Regions from separate parts of the Salmo salar genome. Here region 2 is linked to region 1. Evidence: chromatin contacts called from public Hi-C data. All regions are on one chromosome and are shown on one strand. The core of a region is the stretch at or near the end of the contact, and the rest is flanking DNA. Distances in the headings are between cores, read along the strand shown.

The links. A called contact is a pair of places that touch in the nucleus more often than the background predicts.
Region 2: a contact with region 1 is called in a Hi-C map of muscle, with 9 times the contacts expected there. The contact joins the promoter of ctgf here to the enhancer-like site in region 1. A contact is called at or near these places in 3 of 3 Hi-C or Micro-C datasets (blood, gill and muscle).

Annotation. Positions count from the first base shown.
Region 1 is chrssa06:60,298,087-60,304,696 of Ssal_v3.1, forward strand. It overlaps LOC106607751 (mitogen-activated protein kinase kinase kinase 5), which reads right to left. Exons shown (of 30, transcript XM_014205044.2): 26 at 3,982-4,222; 27 at 3,563-3,675. Among protein-coding and RNA genes, the nearest start is that of lrp11, 8.9 kb to the left of the region's middle. Within about 2 kb of position 5,130, at least 11 of the 13 cell types and tissues checked have an H3K27ac peak or open chromatin away from gene starts, as enhancers often do. A contact at or near this core is called in gill and muscle, where this site is marked.
Region 2 is chrssa06:60,357,176-60,363,931 of Ssal_v3.1, forward strand. ctgf (connective tissue growth factor) reads right to left here and starts at 4,966. Exons shown (of 5, transcript NM_001139999.1): 1 at 4,662-4,966; 2 at 4,180-4,396; 3 at 3,811-4,065; 4 at 3,486-3,697; 5 at 2,122-3,362. The coding sequence starts at 4,721. The coding sequence ends at 3,066.

The DNA.
Region 1 (6,610 bases), core at 3,880-6,379:
TACACCTTAGCCAAATACATTTAAAATCAGTTTTTCACAATTCCTGACATTTAATCCTAGTAAAAATGCCCTGTCTTTGGTCAGTTAGGATCACCACTTTATTTTAAGAATGTGAAATGTCAGAATAATAGTAAAGAGAATTATTATTTCAGCTTTTATTTCTTTCATCACATTCCCAGTGGGTCAGAAGTTTACATACTCTCAATTAGTATTTGGTAGCATTGCCTTTAAATTGTTTAACTTGGGTCAAACATTTCGGGTAGCCTTCCACATGCTTTCCACAATAAGTTGGGTGAATGTTGGCCCATTCCTCCTGACAGAGCTGGTGTAACTGAGTCAGGTTTGTAGGCCTCCTTGCTCGCACACGCCTTTTCAGTTCTGCCCACAAATTTTCTATAGGATTGAGGTCAGGGCTTTGTGATGGCCACTCCAATACCTTGACTTTGTTGTCCTTAAGCCATTTTGCCACAACTTTGGAAGTATGCTTGGGGTCATTGTCCATTTGGAAGACCCATTTGCGACCAAACTTTAACTTCCTGACTGATGTCTTGAGATGTTGCTTCAATATATCTACAGTCGTGGCCAAAAGTTTTGAGAATGACACAAATATTAATTTTCACAAAGTCTGCTTAGTTTGTATGATGGCAATTTGCATATACTCCAGAATGTTATGAAGAGTGATCAGATGAATTGCAATTAATTGCAAAGTCCCTCTTTGCCATGGAAATGAACTGAATCCCCCAAAAACATTTCCACTGCATTTCAGCCCTGCCACAAAAGGACCAGCTGACATCATGTCAGTGATTCTCTCGTTAACACAGGTGTGAGTGTTGACGAGGACAAGGCTGGAGATCACTCTGTCATGCTGATTGAGTTCGAATAACAGACTGGAAGCTTCAAAAGGAGGGTGGTGCTTGGAATCATTGATCTTCCTCTGTCAATCATGGTTACCTGCAAGGAAACACGTGCCGTCATCATTGCTTTGCACAAAAAGGGCTTCACAGGCAAGGATATTGCTGCCAGTAAGATTGCACATAAATCAACCATTTATCAGATCATCAAGAACTTCAAGGAGAGCGGTTCAATTCTTGTGAAGGCTTCAGGGCGCCCAAGAAAGTCCGCAAGCTCCAGGACTGATTCCTAAAGTTGATTCAGCTGCGAGATTGGGGCACCACCAGTACAAAGCTTGCTCAGGAATGGCAGCAGGCAGGTGTGAGTGCATCTGCACACACAGTGAGGCAAAGACTTTTGGAGGATGGCCTGTTGTCAAGAAGGAAAGCAAAGAAGCCACTTCTCTCCAGGAAAAACATCAGGGACAGACTGATATTCTGCAAAAGATACAGGGATTGGACTGCTGAGGACTGGGGTAAAGACACTTTCTCTGATGAATCCCCTTTCCGATTGTTTGGGGCATCCAGAAAAAAGCTTGTCTGGAGAAGACAAGGTGAGCACTACCATCAGTCCTGTGTCATGCCAACAGTAAAGCATCCTGAGACCATTCATGTGTGGGGTTGCTCCTCAGCCAAGGGAGTGGGCTCACTTACAATTTTGCCTAAGAACAAAGCCATGAATAAAGAATGGTACCAACACATCCTCCGAGAGCAACTTCTCCCAACCATCCAGGAACAGTTAGGTGACGAACAATGCCTTTTCCAGCATGATGGAGCACCTTGCAATAAGGCAAAAGTGATAACTAAGTGGCTCAATATTTTGAGTCCATGGCCAGGAAACTCCCCAGACCTTAATCCCATTGAGAACTTGTGGTCAATCCTCAAGAGGCGGGTGGACAAACAAAAACCCTCCAAGCATTGATTAGGCAAGAATGGGCTGCCATCAGTCAGGATGTTGGTTAGAGCCTGTAAGTCTTAAAAAAGAAGGGTCAACACTGCAAATATTGTCTCTTTGCATCAACTTCATGTATTTGTCAATAAAAATCTTTGACACTTATGAAATGCTTGTAATTATACTTGAGTATTCCATAGTAACATCTGACAAAAATATCTAAAGACACTGAAGCAGCAAACTTTGTGAAAATTAATATTTGTGTCATTCTCAAAACTTTTGGCCACGACTGTACATAATTTTACTTCCTCATGATGCCATCTATTTTGTGAAGTGCACCAGTCCCTCCTGCAGCAAAGCACCCCCATAACATGATGCTGCCACCCCTGTGCTTCATGGTTGGGATGGTGTTCTTCGGCTTGCAAGCCTCCCCCTTTTTCCTCCAAACATAACAATGGTCATTATGGCCAAACAGTTCTATTTTTGTTTCATCAGACCAGAGGACATTCCTCCAAAAACTACGATCTTTGTCCCCATGTGCAGTTGCAAACCGTAGTCTGGCTTTTTAATGACGGTTTTGGAGCAGTGGCTTCTTCCTTGCTGAGCGGCCTTTCAGGTTATGTCGATATAGGACTCGTTTTACTGTGGATATATATACTTTTGTACCTGTTTCCTCCAGCATCTTCACAAGGTCCTTTGCTGTTGTTCTGGGATTGATTTGCACTTTTCACACCAAAGTACGTTCATCTCTAGGAGACAGAACAAGTCTCCTTCCTGAGTGGTATGTCGGCTGCGTGGTCCCATGGCATTTATACTTGCGTACTATTGTTTGTACAGATGAATGTGATACCTTCAGGCATTTGGAAATTACTCCCAAAGATGAACCAGACTTGTGGAGGTCAACAATTTTTTTTCTGAGGTCTTGGCTGATTTCTTTTGATTTTCCCATGATGTCAAGCATAGAGGCACTGAGTTTGAACACAGGCTTTGAAATACATCCACAGGTACACCTCCAATTGACTCAAATGATGTCAATTAGCCCATCAGAAGCTTCTAAAGCCATGACATCATTTTCTGGTAATTTACAAGCTGTTTAAAGGCACAGTCAACTAAGTGTATGTAAACTTCTGACCCACTGGAATTGTGATACAGTGAATTATAAGTGAAATAATCTGTCTGTAAACAATTGTTGGAAAAATTACTTGTGTCATGCACAAAGTAGATGTCCTAACCGACTTGCCAAAACTATAGTTTGTTAACAAGAAATGTGTGGAGTGGTATGTAAACTTCCGACTTCAACTTTAAGTCCTTTACACCGCTGATGTTGGAAGGTGTGTAGTGTCTGTTGGGAGGTGTGTAGTGTTTGTTGGAAGGTGTGTAGTGTCTGTTGGGAAGTGTGTAGTGTCTGTTGGGAGGTGTGTAGTGTCTGCTGGGAGGTGTGTAGTGTCTGCTGGGAGGTGTGTAGTGTCTGCTGGGAGGTGTGTAGTGTCTGCTGGGAGGTGTGTAGTGTCTGCTGGGAGGTGTGTAGTGGATGTTGGGAGGTGTGTAGTGGATGTTGGGAGGTGTGTAGTGGATGTTGGGAGGTGTGTAGTGTATGTTGGGAGGTGTGTAGTGGATGTTGGGAGGTGTGTAGTGTATTTTGGGAGGTGTGTTGTGTATGTTGGGAGGTGTGTAGTGTTTGTTGGGAGGTGTGTAGTGTGTGTTGGGTGCTGTGTAGTGCATGTTGGGAGCTGTTGAGTGTATGTTGGAAGGTGTGTAGTGTATGTTGAGATGTGCTCACAGATAGGCTCTGAGCAGATCCTCAGTAATTTCATCCCCTCTTCCCTCTCGTCCAGGACCTGCTGGAGGATGGCCTGGTACTCTCTCTCCCTCTCCAGCAACTGCTCCATTAGCCTGGGCAGACACAGCAGGGAGAGAGGAGGGGAGGGGGAGCCATAGGGTCATTCAATGAGTTAACACAATACTACTAGACATGGCTACTGCAGCCACAGCGATAGCCATGATGAAAATAAACATATTTTCTCTTCTGTGTTGGGACCTTTCTACATAACAGAATTAACATTGGTGAGGAAACAATGTGAAGCTACATGAAATATCTGTTACTAATCCATCACAGTGTAATAGCAAAGGTTGTTGGAATAAATCTCTGCTTTTGTGTCTGACAGTTGTTGTCATGGTTATGACCGCACGGCGACCCACCTTTTGGTTTCCAGCTTCATCCTGCCTAGTTCTATGGTGACGGAGCGCTGGGCATTATTGGATTCGTGTGAAACAGTGGAACTGAGTGTGCTCACGCCGGAGGTGGCGACCGTGTCAGTGTTGGGAGGGGCTCTGCTCTGGTGGGCGGCGGTATCCTCAGGCTCAACGTCATCGTCAACGTCAACGTTATCTTGGTCGGCCGGGTCACTCTCCGAGGCCAGGCTGAAGTGGGGCCTCAGCTCTGGGTAAGGAGACGTGATGCGTCATTACACCGTTACAGCAATAGCATGACAACTAGTTCATATGCAATAGCTAAACTGCACTTTGAAATAGGAAACATGAAACCAAGACAGCAACATCACAAGCCTCAATAAAGATCAGTCTATGACTACAATAATCTTTCAAATGCAATTGTTATAATGGCATCTGACTAGTATATACAATATTCTTGTTAAATACAAATCTCTGTTCTCCTTTTGATGTATCACTATGGGGATTCACCAGGAACACCAACTCTTGGAAGGACCTATCAAAAGCGTCTGTTGGAGACAGACGGGTAGAGTGGCAAATAAGGTGAGCCCCTCACTTCCTTATAAGGAGCCACTTTCCCGCCCTCTGGTCATTCTCGCGAAGAGCATTGCTCTCTAGCTCTTCTCAGCACAACTGGATCCCTGTTTTCCTGCTTACAAGCAAACCGAAAGGTTATTGCTGCTGAACGTAGGTCTTCAGACCCTTTCGAGAGGTTGAGTACGGACCTAAAGGTTTTTGTTTGTGTAGAAATTCCTTTTCTACTTCTCAGTCTCCGTTGGTAGCTAGCTTCACGGCTAACTATTGAGACTCAGTTAGCCCACGCTGCAAGGCTAACTTGGCTAGCTCGCTGAGAGGCAAGCTAAGCTCACTAGCATACCCTACCTGCAACATGGTAGCATTGCTAGTTCCCTTCTGGACGTCTAGCTTAACCTACGTTCACCCGTTTGTGTTAACTAGACCAACCGTCTCAGCCTCACGGCTCCTTCGGTTGCGGGACCACACTACCTGAAGGCTCACTGTGCCCCCACATGGTTTCCTTCAGCTAGCACTGAGATAGCTACAGCACACCTTCACCACAAGGTAGCTGCTAGCTAGCTAAGGCTCCACTAGCCTCTTGGCTATAGCGTTCTATTGTGCTCATTATTGCTAGTTATTAGCCGCAATGCTTCTAACTAGCTAGCTTTAAACGCCATTTACACAAGCTACCTTTTGCTAGCCACCAGCAGCAAGGCTTCTGTCTAGCTAGCCCAGGCCTGCTTCTTGTTGTTCTTTCAACAGGCGTTGCTTTTTCCTCCTAGCAAGCCTTGTTCCTCACAATGGCCACTGCCATCCCAGGAAGAGCCTGGCACTTGAACTCCCAGGTTTTTGCGCTTGCGGTTCCATGATTGTGGAAGGATTACCACCCTCAATGCATCAATTGTTTGGGAAAGGAACACGCCCAAGAGGCTTTTGACGGCCGAGTGCTGTGATCACTGCAAACTAGGGCAGGTCAGAGAAGGCTTAAATGAGCATCTATTTCGATAGCCCCTCGCCTCAGAGCAACAGTGAAATCTGAGGCTCAGCTCCCCGTAAACGAGTCCAGTTGGGGCAAGGTCATGGATAGACTCGACTTCCTCACCTCACTGTCTGACGATGTAGTGTCTGGAAAGCAAGCTAGGGGGTGCCGAGGATGACAATGGGATTTATCTCACAGTTATCCTCGAGATGGGGGCTGACGATCCGGTTCGCCCGCAGGTCGGACGGCCTTGAGAGCAGTGAAGCCACCCCCTACTCCATTGGAGTTTGGTGGCCGTCTCCTGTAGGGGCTCGGGGCCCGTCAAGGGACCTATGCGATTGGAAGAGACTCCCATCTCATACAGCCCCTGTAAAACAACTGCTACCCACAGTACCAGCTTGCTTCAGGGAAGCTAAGAGCTTGTGGGACAAAACCCTCACTAGCAAGATTTTTGCTAGAGGCACTCCGAGCCTGGATATGCACAACATGCACTATATGGAGGAATCCGGGTTTGTTAACCCTCCCAATGTGGAGCCGTCACTGGCTTACCACCTCAGCCCCTCACGCCATTTTACTAACGACACCGGCACCTCACTCCCTAGAAAGACAGCGCTTTACTGTCTCCATTTTTCTGAAAATGTACAAGGCCTCGGCCCAAGCAATCGGAGCTCTCAATGTGACCTCTATTGTTGGTTTATCAGGCTGAGCTACTGAAAGAGGTGGGGAAGCAACTGGAGCAGGACACCCATGGCCAGATGCTTTGGAGGAGAGCTGTATGATTACAGACCTAAATCTCCGTGCCTCCCATAGTGCCATTCAAGCTCGTGGTTATAGCATGAGCCTAGCAGTAGTGGGTGAAAGGGCACTTTGGCTGAGCTTATCCAGCTTAACAGACAAAGTAAATGTGGACCTCCTGGATGTCCCAGTGACACCCGATGAGTTGTTCATGCCGCAGAAGTGTGTCATGCGCAAGAAAGAAGGCAAAGCCTTCAACTTCTGCCTGCCCCGCAGACCCGGGCCCGTGGTAGCCCTTTGGTTCGTACATCTCGTCCCAAAAATATTTTACATACAGCGGATTTTTAAAGGGCTGAAGAGTTTGGTCTG
Region 2 (6,756 bases), core at 3,716-6,215, 59 kb after region 1:
CGCCTGCCTGCCCTACGCTAGATTTCAGATATCTCTATGTGTAGCCATATATGTTTTTATGTGTTAGTAGGCCTACCTAGATTTGATATAAATTCCAATAGCTCATGGAATAAAACACAACTGGTGATGTACAATAACACTTCATTTCAACCTGCAATTCCCTCGAAATATACATATTGAGAGCAACAAATAAACAAACTTGGTTTTGTATTACATTTCATGAATTACTTTATTTCCCTGCAACTCAATTTCCCCGAGACTAGTTTCTTCCTCATACCAGACCCTCATGTAGGCAGAGGGGGACCCCTTGTGGTCAGAGTAGCCTACCGGTTTGGTACAATTATATGATTTTAAAATAGCTCCCCTGTCAAATGTTGCTACCTTAGTTACATTTAGCTTCAAAGAGAACCTTGAGACAAAACAGTTCGGGGGTAGCATTTTACTACAACGGTTGACTCTGTCATCAACACAAACGAGACAATAACTCAAGAACTTTGCATGTGTTTATGTGAAAACACCAGGTCATTGAATAGACACTGAGGGGCAGTACAGGTTCATTCTAAACGCAGTATGCAGGACAATGTAGGAAGTGTAGAAGGCACGAGCGTTTAGAGCGCTACAAGGAAGATCATTCTGGAGGGATAACGTTTACTACAGGTGAAGGACTTTATTCAAATCATGAGGTGCAATTAAAGGGATATGTGTGCTTTCGCTTATCAACCAGTGACAGAGTATACATCTGACCTGATTTGTGATATCTGATCATCTAAGTAGCCTGTGGCCTATGTTCTCAAAGTAATTTATTTAACCCTTATTTTACCAGGTATGTTGACTGAGAACACATTCTCATTTACAGAAACAACCTGGGGAATAGTTACAGGGGAGAGGATGTGGCAATGAATGAGCCAATTGGAAGCTGGGGATGATTAGGTGGCATGAGGGCCAGATTGGGAATTTAGACAGGCCACTGTGGTTAATACCCCTTACTCTTAGTATAAGTGACCACAGAGAGTCACAACAGCCATTTAACTTCCCATCCGAAGGACAGCACTCTACACAGGGTAAGGTCCCCTGTCACTGCCCTGGGGCATTGGGATATATATATATTTTAGATCAGAGGAAAGAGTGCCATCTACTGGCCCTCCAACACCACTTCCAGCAGCATCTGGTCTCCCATCCAGGGACAGACCCGGACCAACCCTGCTTAGCTTCAGAGGCACATTCAACTAGTTAAAGCCTCCTCAATATCATTAATTAGACATATCACACTATATTGTTGATATGAATGTCTCACACTGTAGTCACCCCCCCAACAACAACACGAGCCATACTAATTCTAAATTCAGTCAAGACCTTTGAGGGAAAAAAGCAGATGAAAAGAGCCCTTTGTGGAGAGTTACAGGTTTTAGATCCAACTTTAATATTGTCTGGAAAGCAACCAACGACCCTGCTACTCAGTGACAGGAAAAGGATTTACACTGTGTTAATCAGCCAATTACTGTACACATTTTTGTGGCTTATCCTTTGGTATGAGGTAAGTCCCGTTTCCCGATCCCCATCATATATTTGTCTGTGTTGTCTTTGACGTTGAACCAGGCCTAGTTCAGTGTGGTGTGAGTTTTCCCAGTGGCGGGACACTGATAGTGAGTGTTAAAGCACAAGGCTGCCAGTTAGACTGCTCTTTTCCTCAGACGCTGCCAGAGTATGTTTCCTTAGTCTGCAGTCTGGTTAGTGTGTAAATGGACAGGCAGCACACCGCTCCATCCACACATCACAGGGAAGAGGACTTTAGAAAAACGTTTTGTTGGATGGGCTGGCAGTCTTCTGCTGGTGTTTGTGGCTAAAAAGTGACACATAGACTACACCTTACTAGAGACTAGGTGGTCTGACAGAGCATGGACCTGGACCGCACACAATCCAATGAGTGGAATTTCAGTGGCCTGACTGCTGTTGTTGAACTGAAAGTGGGAACACCTAACTGCTTTGTAAACATGTGCTAACTTATTAGTGGCTGATTTCATATGGTGAAGTTTGGGATATCATTTGGGTGTGAGTAGATTAAGTTCTGTAGGGTAGGCTACTTTTAAAGTCAAAAGAGTAAAACAAAGAAAGGAAGACATGTTTATATAAAAAATATATTTTATTCCAAACTACAAAAGTGAAAACATGTAACTTTTTTGTCACACTTCTCAATAAAATAGTACACAAAACTGTCACAGGAACAGTCAAACACAGCAAATAAGCTATCAATAAACATATTGAAGGAAGAGAAAAACAAAAAAAACTTTTTAAAACTTTAAATTAACTTAAACAACTGTACAATAATATGTACAATATTTACAGCATCAATAATACATATAAAAAGGAATGAAGCTACAAATCATCCAGTCTCTTTTTTTTTTCGACAAAATACTGATTCCTTCCTTGCAACCTGAATCAGTCAGTCAAAGTCAAATACCTCTTTTCTCAGTGCTGTGGCATACCCTCAAAGCATGCACACTACGCTCCTTGTCTGGAAGGACGGCTGTTTTTCAGCATGGGCTGAACCATGACCTGTCGTTAGCACTGCAACAGTTAGGATCTGCAAACAGTGAGCTATACACAAGGGCACGTTCAATTAGTACTCTGGTGGGTTAAGGATTTAAGTTTCCGTACTGGGGGTTGAAAGTCTTCACCCTTCGTTACTGCAAGTGCTCAGAGGTTGGACACAGCCCAAGTTAATTAGGTGCCTGCCACAGTTTAGGGGGAGGGGAACATGGCATCAGCCAATTAGTGACAACATAGGTTGTCACATAGTAGAACTATAGTGCAGTAAGTATTCTATTTCGGGCAGCAGAGCAGCCCCCTGTCTTTCACCCCCTCTTTAGGGCAAGTGGCCCTAAACATCCATCAATACACTCATACATTGAATATACGCATATATATTTCTGTCCTTGTACAAAATACACAATTTGAAAATTACAACCCAAAAGACAAACAAATGCTGTGCTGCGAGATGAGATGGATATCTGTTGGATTCAAGTTAAGAGTCATTGGTTGTTTTTGCTGTTAGGTGACGTAATTGTTTACGCCATGTCTCCCAGCATCTTCTTGTAGTACATGGACTCAAAGATGTCATTCTCGCCGGGGCAGTTGTAGTGGCACGCGCAGGTCTTGATGAACATCATCTGCTTCTTCATGACCTGGCCGTCGGGGCACTTGAACTCCATGGGCAGGGTGGTGGTTCTGTGGGGGGTGCAGCAGCGACCGTCGGTGCACACTCCGCAGAACTTGGGGCGGTAGGACTTGGTGGTGGTGCAGCCAGAGATCTCAAACTTCATGGGCTTGGACACTCTTGGTGTGCGGATGCATTTCTTTCCCTTCTGTAAGAGCAAAGCGTTAAAAAAAAAGTCATTATTAGTGACCGTTCCTTCCCTCTTGATTTGACAAAGTGTTTCTATTGTAATGAAAGGGTTGGTTGGGTAGTGGTTGAAGAACGCGCTTACCCTAATGCTCTGCTCCATGTGGGACTCGCAGGGTCTGACCATGCACAGACGAGACTGTTTCTCCAGGCGGCACTCGCGGTTGTCGTTGGTTACTTTGGTAGAGATGCCCAGGCCGCAGGTTTTAGAGCAGGCGCTCCACTCAGTGGTCTGGACCAGGCAGTTCTCCCTCATCATGGAGGGGTCAGGCCCGTAGGTCTCCTCCTCTCTGTAAGCTGCAGGCAAAGAAGTGGAAGTGACATAAGACTCTTTATCTCTACACTCAAAAGCTGACCAGATTACATGATTAGAATGTAGGCTACTGTATGTGTCTAAGACTGAAACTCACCAGCGAGAGCAGAGCCCACAAAGATGTTTGTGTTTTGGGGGGCATCGCACACCCACTCCTCGCAGCACTTCTCAGGCACTTTGACGCGGCGGGGCATGGGGCAGTCAGGGCTGGGCAGGCGGATGTCCATGCTGCACAGGGGAATACAGCCCACGGCACCGTCCAGGCACGTGCACTGGTATTTACAGCTGCTCTGGAAGGACTCTCCACTCCTGTACACCATCCCACCCATCACACAGGTGGCGCCACCCTTAGCTGTGGGAGGAGGAGAAGAGAATGTCACATCTCCAGTCACACAAACACCAGCAGAGGAAAATAATCAGAGTCAGAGTATTAGAACGACAAAGAAGCCTGTTGAGAGTGACTTACCTGTGCAGACTCCTATGCGGCGGTTGATGGGGGAGCCGAAGTCACAGAAGAGTCCTTTGTGGGGGTCGCACATGTCCCTGTCTGTGCAAAGCTCGCCCATCTGCTTGGCACAGACCCTGCAACAGCCGCAGGCATCGGGCACCAGGCTCACACCAGGGGTACACTGGGGGGGCACATCAGGGCAACTACACTGCCCACTGCACTCCTGAGCCACAGCCTAAGGGACAAAGAGATAGGAGTATGGTTAGACCCTGGTCACATGGTCACAACTACTACTAATGTTACAGTTCATCAGCCCCAAGAGCTAGGGCATCATACAGCCTTTTGTAACTGTGTTAACAAAATATAGCGATTTACAATTCAACTGCTGTTGTAATAGGCTAGACATGCTGATAGCTCGTGGCTATCTGTCTGGTACATGGCGCATAGACACAGCAATACAGTTCCCATATAACTTGACATTCTCAGTAAAAGGGTCTTACCAGGTAGGAGAGAGTGAGACAGAAGAAAGAAATCAGCCTCATGTTCATTCCAGCAGACATTTTGCTTTTCTTCTGGGTTTTTCTCGGAGTATCTTAGACAAAAATAAGTCTTCAGGCTCTTCAAAAGTCTTCCTTAGTCTCTTGCGAGTAGTCAGGGAGCTTGTCGTCTGATCGAGTCGATCTCGTTGTTAAGAAATTTCTGATTTTGGTTCTTTCTCAGTTAAGTTCTCGTAGTTCTCTTGGTTAAAGCTAGAGTTTAGCTTCAGTAGTAGAGCTGTTGCTGCTCTTGTAGCTCTCTCTTGGATGAGGAGTTGTTCTGTGTCTGAAGCTAGGCGCTCTCCCTGCCTTTATACACCCAGGGCTGCAGTGACGTGCTAGTGGCTGAATGGAGTCCTGGACAAACATGGACATTCTTGGCATTCTTTCCTAATTTCCTGCCCCCCTCCTAGACTCGCTCTCCCTGACATATCGCATTCCTCCTGTCTGAAGCCAAAGTGCTGTCACATATCAAAATAAAAGTGCATTCTTGGCACTATCCCTCAACTTTCCCTTTTATGTGTAATCGGCGGTTGTGTTGTATCCCGGAGAGAGACCGTAAACCTCCCCTGTTATTGGGAATAGCTGCCTCTCTGTTCTCTTAGCACATCACACATAGATTTTACACTAGCGCCTTCAAAGGCTTTAAATATCTATTATTGCATGTGCATTTTATTATGAAAGGAAGGGCTGTAGTGTAGTCCACCGTTACAAAACAGTACCGTTATAAAAACCCCTGTACACCTTCAGGACTGTTTTTCTTTTTGGAAAAGAACATACTGTACAGAGAAACAGATGTATGATATGTATTGTATGCGATCATACAATAGCCTTCCTAAGTCTAACAAGTCATGGGTGTTGGGATTTAATCAACAAGTCCTTAATAAAGGGGGTTTGTACAGTATAAAACCACACCACCGTCTAGTTAACAGACTCTCATCAGTTCTATTCATTGGTTTTAATCGCATACTTTTTTTTATAGCCGTGCGCTTTCACCTCACTAATAAGGTTTAGTCTATGGACTTTAAAGCATAGTTGTACTACATTCCTGGTGTGGGATTCTATTTTGCTCCGTCAGTATCTAAACACTGAGCAGACTTGAGGATTGCAGGAAAGCGGCTAGACTCTGGGGGTTTGTATATTTTTGAAGAAACGATCACACAAGCCCCAGACTCTCCACCTCAGTCTTATGAAAGGCAGCCCTGCTCCTCACCAGCCACCGAATCGGAAATGAAAAACTCCCAGAGAAAACTCAGAGCTGGAGGAATGTGCGGCTGCGCCAGCAGACATACTATTACTGCATGGACACACCGACTGGGAGGAAGCGTGGCCTTATATGGGAATCTTCACTAGCAGCATCTGTCTTTTCCTTTTTTCCAGTGTGGTTTGTGCAGAAAGTACAGTAGGAGCTCCTCAGGGTCTGTACTGTCTGAGACGTTCTCGCCGGACAGTGTGTGGGATGGTAATGTACCCTGTCTGTCAACACAGATTCATTTGTGGCCAAACAGAGGCTGCCAGTTCCTTAACCCCGTCATGTCAAATAGTAGCAGCTTATCGCAATGCCCTATTTGAAAATGCGCTCGATTTCCTGAACCAATAACAGTGCGGTGTGGCTTTCCATTGAGGGGTTGGATGAACTGAACTCCCCTCCACAAGGCAGTGTTTAATCAAACATTGTGTGTGGTAAGACGTAGCTGTGTGTTAGCATCAGATTCCCTGTCTTAGGCTGTTGTCCTGGAGCTCTCATTAGTGCTCTCTCTCTCTCTCTCTCTCTCTCTCTCTTTCTCTCTCTTCTAAGCCCCCTGCTGGTGTGCTCCTTTCTCCCCAAGACGTTCCTTACTCAATGGAGCATAGGTAAATACTGTAAGGTCTGTTAACCTTTAATGTCATGCTCTCTGGTTTTCAATGGTGGCTAAAAGGGGTCTGAAACTCAAGCTAAGGCCATGGCAAGCATTCCAAATTCAACATTCCACATGCGGTGCAATTGGGGTCCAATTTGGGATAAGTGATGAGGTGCTAATGTTGGAGTGACAGGCAGAAGTTAGCTAGGGTCAAAGGT